Linked DNA regions of Sus scrofa: region 1 is linked to region 2. Evidence: chromatin contacts called from public HiChIP or PLAC-seq data. All regions are on one chromosome and are shown on one strand. Each heading gives the region's core, a stretch centred on a gene start, on an enhancer-like site or on the middle of the called end of the contact. The rest is flanking DNA. Distances are from core to core; before and after follow the strand shown.

Evidence for each region. HiChIP or PLAC-seq counts read pairs in DNA pulled down with a chosen protein or histone mark.
Region 1: an H3K27ac HiChIP or PLAC-seq map of alveolar macrophages shows a contact between it and region 2. The contact joins two enhancer-like sites. A contact is called at or near these places in 2 of 47 Hi-C or Micro-C datasets (embryonic fibroblasts and fibroblasts) and 1 of 2 datasets of contacts at active chromatin or transcription factors (alveolar macrophages).

The regions. Positions count from the first base shown.
Region 1 is chr7:46,449,150-46,452,089 of Sscrofa11.1, forward strand. All of the region lies in intron 2 of LOC110261540 (a long non-coding RNA gene), which reads right to left. Among named protein-coding and RNA genes, the nearest start is that of TRAM2, 44 kb to the left of the region's middle. Within about 2 kb of position 1,437, at least 31 of the 83 cell types and tissues checked have an H3K27ac peak or open chromatin away from gene starts, as enhancers often do. A contact at or near this core is called in alveolar macrophages, where this site is marked.
Region 2 is chr7:46,346,986-46,349,821 of Sscrofa11.1, forward strand. All of the region lies in intron 2 of TRAM2 (translocating chain-associated membrane protein 2), which reads right to left. Among named protein-coding and RNA genes, the nearest start is that of TRAM2, 59 kb to the right of the region's middle. Within about 2 kb of position 1,581, at least 13 of the 83 cell types and tissues checked have an H3K27ac peak or open chromatin away from gene starts, as enhancers often do. A contact at or near this core is called in alveolar macrophages, where this site is marked.

The DNA.
Region 1 (2,940 bases), core at 187-2,686, 100 kb after region 2:
GGGCATATGGAAGTTCTGAGGCTAGGGATCACATCAGAGCTTCAGCTACCTACCTACACCACAGCCTCAGCAACATGGGATCTGAGCCACGTCTGCAACCTACACCACAGCTCACAGCAACGCCAGATTCTTAACCCACTGAGTGAGGCCAGGGATCAAACCCGAGTCCTCATGTATACTATTCAGGTTCTTAACCACTGAGCTACAATGGGAGCTCCTGGCCTGCTGTCTTGAGGCTGTTACCAAGCTCAGACTCTCCTGAATGCCTCACTCCTCTTTATCTTGTGATCATATCCTGCTGATATTGTACCATATTGTACCCCCTCCTCCCACCACTAGGATTTTTCTAGCAGCTTTCTAGCAAAATCAGATGTGGACCCCTAATATATTAATCAGACAAAAGCAGAACCAGTCAGATCAAAGACAGTTACAAGAGGAGATGGAGCCTTTGGGAACACCGTCTGCTCCATTCTCATGAGGGTCCCCAAACATCTCTCTGGGGCTCTGACAATCCTATTTTGAAAAACATGTCCCTAAGCCGCAACTTTGCCAACTACAATTCCCAGGGACTCATTCTTTCAGCAAACATTTAATGAATCCTTGCCATGTATCAGGCGCGAAGGAGGTACCGAGAATATGAAGGCGATTATGACAATTAAAGGAGGAATTCGCGTGGATGAATGATTCATGCATCGCCAAGTGCTGTGCATTAGCTGAGGGCGGAGCCGGGACCAAGGTGGCTCACAGGGGACACGGGTGGAGAAGACTTCAAGAATAGATGAAGCTGGAGTGAAAAGGAATCACTCCTGCCCCCCTGCCCATCTCAGACCCCACTGCCTCGATGGGGACCCGCCTCTCACTATGCTAAAACAACTGCCCTAGGCTTTCAGGAGAAAGGTCTTGAGTGAGTGCCCAGGTTCTATGACAACCATGGTGTAAGTGAGCTCGTGTTGGGTTTTAATTTCCTGCATTTTCTGGATGGGAAAAAGAAGATGGGAAACTTCACATGGTTTTAGACCCCAAATTGTCTTCCCTGCTCCCAAATGGAGGGACTGAACAGGGAACGCTCTGTATCCCTCAGAGTGTTTCCTCCCAACCAAGGCTCCTCTCAGAAGGAGCAGTGGACCTCCTGTCTGGTGTCAGAGCCTTGGACTGGGATCCTCCATCAGGTCTAGCATATTCTTAGTCTCTGGGGTTCTCCTTGACAATCCAGAATTCTAGGGAGAGCTGGCTTCCATTTGCTCAGTAATTATCCAGCAATCATGCATAACAACTAAAAGTTCCTATCAGTCCTAAAACAGTAAATGCAATAAATTTAAAGTCTTAAAACAATAAGGGATGTAATGGTAGGCTGAGGCTCTGTGATCATCAGGACAACTGGCTATTCAGAGAAAAAGACTTCAGGACCGGATGTTGGGTTGTGCAAGCCAGGCAGTCTGTTGTTTAATTGTTTTATCTCTGGTGACTCATTCGGCGTCTTGAGCTTAGCCTCAGGCCAGGTTTGGATAACAACAGCCAAAGAAGTCAGCTCTTTCCTCCTCTATAAGATCTTTCTTCCAACAAAAAATTAGCTCTGTCTTTGTCCCTACAAACTCAAACCACCTTTACATTTTCCTATATGTTGTAAAGCCCTAGCTCAGTGTTCTGGGATGCCTGCACCACTTATCATGTTTTTATAATGTTTTAAAAAAATTTTTATGCTATTTTTCTCCTTAGGTAATGTATTTTTGTCTGCCAGAGGAGAGGGTAAACTCCTGTCAGGCTCAGGGAATGCTTTTCCCATGTTGGAATTTATGGTTTTTTCCTACCTCCACTACACTCAGTACAGTGTCAGGCAAGCAGGCCCTCTATAAATATTTGTGTGAATGAATAACCACGGTCTGCCCTGTGTGCTATGCAGCCAGTCTCACTGGCATGAGGGGACTCAGCTGAGGCATTTGTGAAGACAAGAGGCAGCTGGGAGGGCTGCATACAGCTCCCAGCTGGCAGGCAGACACAGACCCCAGGTCAAGCACCTGTGACAGTTAACATCCTTATGCCTAAGGAAAAAAAAAAAAAAGCCCCTAATTAAACCTGATTTGAGGGTGATTACCACTTAGTTAACCCCAGTTTGGACTACTTATCACTAGGCCTCACTTGCACCCTTTCCTTTAGTTGTAATTTAGTCTATTTTTTTTTTTATCATCACATTTCACTTCTTTATCCAAGAGAATGCTTCCTGAAAACAGCCCACCAGAGAATTCTAAGAGCACTGTGTGCTTATATTCCCTTTTTTATTTCCTCTGACAGCGGGCAGTTAGAGTTTCATCTCCTTCAACCAAGGTGAAAAAGTTGAAGGGTGTGTAGTGCAGCTGATGGGAGGGAGCAGGATAGTTACACAGGTAGTTGTAGAAGTCCCAATAGGGGACCATGGATGGAGAGAGAAACCCAGGGGACTTTGGGAGACCACCATAAGTTAATAATCCCTCAAGAAAGCCATCAGAACGAAGCAGGCTTGCTTAACTACAAAACACAAATTAAAGCCTGAGATATGCCATAGGTCATTAAAATAAGGCCTGCATTCAGGTTCAGCAAGACAATGACCCTTAGGACCTAGGGCAGGAGTTTAAGGATTGCCCTTCTGCTGATTTGAATACGCACCTTGACAGTCCTAGTTTGACCTTATAGGGTTGAATACTCTCTCACCAGATATGGAGGAGAAGCTCCTCCTCCAAGAAAGAGGACGAGGTGGTTTTTTCCCACCCCCAACCCCCTTGGATTATAAAACTGCAGCCCACCTAATCCTCAGGGCAGAGCCTTCTTGCCTTTTATTTGCTGTGCTGCTCCCTCGGCATATGGAGGTTCCCAGGCTAGGGGTCTAATCGGAGCTGTCACTGCTGGCCTACACCAGAGTCACAGCAACGTGGGATCTGAGCAGCGTCTGCCACCTACACCATAGCT
Region 2 (2,836 bases), core at 331-2,830:
ACGGTTCTCATATTCTTTTCAGAATTTCTGTCCTCTGTAGCCCTCCATGGTTTCAGAATTCTTCCACGTGTTATCTTGTCCACTCCTCGTAACCACTCACGGGACGGAGGGTCCAATGCCCCAGCCCAGCCACTAAAGCCACCTCAGGGTCAACAGGAGGTTGGGAGCCCTTTTTTTTTTGGCCAAGCCCATGGCATGTGGAAGTTTCCAACCAAGATCAAGCCTGAGCTACAGCAGTATAGCAGTGACAGTGCCAAACCCTTAACTGCTAGGCCACCAGGGAACTCACGACCCTTTCCTGTAAGAAGTTGCTCCTTTGCTCCCTTCCTCCTACACCCTAACAAGCAGCATCATACCCACGTACTTACAAGCCATACTCTGATTCATACAATTTATCTCTAGCGCTTTCCCCTTATCTGCTATCTTCCTATTTTGATCAGAACAGGAAAGCAGATTGGTCTGGTCTCCTTCTGCTTGCCACAGAGCTATGGAGGTTGGAAATTCATGTTTTTTAGGAGGCCATAAACAAATAGGGTTTTTTTTTTTTCCTTTCTCTTTTTAACTGTTTGGTTGCTCACTAATTATTTATTTATTTATTTTTTATTTTGTCTTTTTAGGGCTACACCCGTGGGGTATGGCGGTTCCCAGGCTAGGGGTCTAATCGGAGCTACAGCTTCCAGCCTGCATCACAGCTATAGCAACATAGGATCTGACCCACGTCTGCGACCTACACCACAGCTCACGGCAACATCAGATCCTTAACCCACTAAGTGAGGCCAGGGATCGAACGCACAACCTCATGGTTCCTAGTTGGATTCGTTGCCACTGCGCCATGACAGGAACTCCCACCACCATTTTTCCTTAAACATGTGGCCCTTTTGGTTTGTCTTTCACATCTCCACTCAGAAAGAGAAACAAGTTTAAGAAAGCTCCACTTCCCCTTTCACCTTATTGAAAGAAGAACAACAAGTGGGACCCGTGGTGACTGCCAGGTAGTCTCCATGTCAGGGACAGACTAGGGAGGAGTGGCAACTGTGGAAAACTGCAGAGTGCATGTTCCCTGGGGTGAAGGAAGGAGTCAGGAGAGGCCCAGTGTGGCCAGATCGCCCCTGTTTCAAAAGCAAAGAGAGAGATCCTCTACAGAAATCATCAGAGTTTAAAATGGTGGTGACTGATTTCACAATTTTAAAAACACTTTATGGGCCAACCCCAAACTGGCCAAAGAAAACACACGCACAAGCCAACTCTGACCACAGGCCACCACTTTGCAATCCCCGGCCCAGATGACGCCTGGCACCTTCCCAGCACCCATATTCTGTGGGTCTTCTCCCTAGATATGGCCACGAAGTAGGTCAGTGTACCCCCTGAGGGGTTAACCTGGCCCTGGAGGAAGCACCTTCAAATAATGACCTTCCCTCTGAGGACAAGTTATCTGGTCTCCTGTCAAAGTGATGCTCGCTTTCTCTCTCTGGCCACAGTTTAAAAAAAGAGCCAACATGATAAGAGCCTGGTTGTGCTGACAACCTCAGGTGGAGCCAGCCCTTTAGGGAGCCCTGACCGCCTGTTTAGCTTCCTGTGATTAAGAGATGTTTTCCTGTCTCCCCTGGTGTCACCTGTAAGCAGCATCTCCCACCTGCCTTCGCATGTCCCGTCTTATCCAGATATGGCTGTGCGATCTCTGACCCCTTCCCCACCACTGGAGCTGGCTGGTGGCCACTTGTGGCTGATGTCCCATCTTCTCTCCCCTTAGAGTCCAGGCACTTGCCACTGAGGCTTCTGCCTTTGTCTGAATAAATGTCCAAATAAAAAAGGGTGGTTTAGGGAGTTCCCGGCGTGGCGTAGGATCCCGCGTTGCTGTGGCTGTGGTGTAGGCCCGCAGCTGTAGCTCCAACTCGACCCCTAGCCTGGGAACCTCCATATGCCGCGGATGTGGCCCTAGAAAGCAAAAAAGCCAAAAAAAATTTAAAAAATAAAGAGCATCACTGCACAACCTGGATGCCTCTTTCTCTCCCCATTTCCTTCCTGACCCCTGCAAACCTCATTTGTAAGTGTTGCTCTCTATTGGTTTGTGCTTACAGCCAACTCTATTTCTCCCCGATTTTGAATCTTTCGCAAGATCTATAAACCCAGAATTTAGATATGAAAAAACACCATAAGCAAAATAAACAGGCAAAGAGGATGAGGGGAAACATTTACAGTTGGAATCATAAACAAAGACAAATCTCGCTAATGTGTGAAGAGCTCCTTGAACTTGAGGATGAAAGGATGATAAACCCAAAAGAAGAATGGGCAAAGGATATGAAAAGACAATTCACAGAGGAAAGCAACACAGACAGATGGCCCTTATATATTTAAAAGGATGCTCAGCCTCACACAGAAGAAAAATGAATTAGAACTACAATGAGATACCATTTCACACCTATCAAATTGGCAGAAATCCAACACTCCAAAGCTTGATGCTCACTCTTGCTAAGGCTGTGGGGGAAACAGGTTATCTCTCTCTCTCTCTCTCTCTCTCTCTCTCTCTCACTGCTGGCAAGATGCAAAATGTACCACCTCTTCAGAAGGGCGATTTGGCGATCTCCACCGAGATTACAAACACATCAACCCTTTGATGGGAATTTATCATCTATCCACACATGCTACTCTCAAAATGGCACATGTACAAGGTTACACACAGTTTTTAAAAACAAGCTAATGGAAACAACTCGAGTAGTTTTCAGTACAGGGTAAATAGACCAGAGTTACAACACCGGGGCTTAGAACAGTTATAAGCAGGTGTGGCTGTGGACCTCGCAGAGCCGAGGTGCGCACTGCCTTACATCCCCTCCAGGGC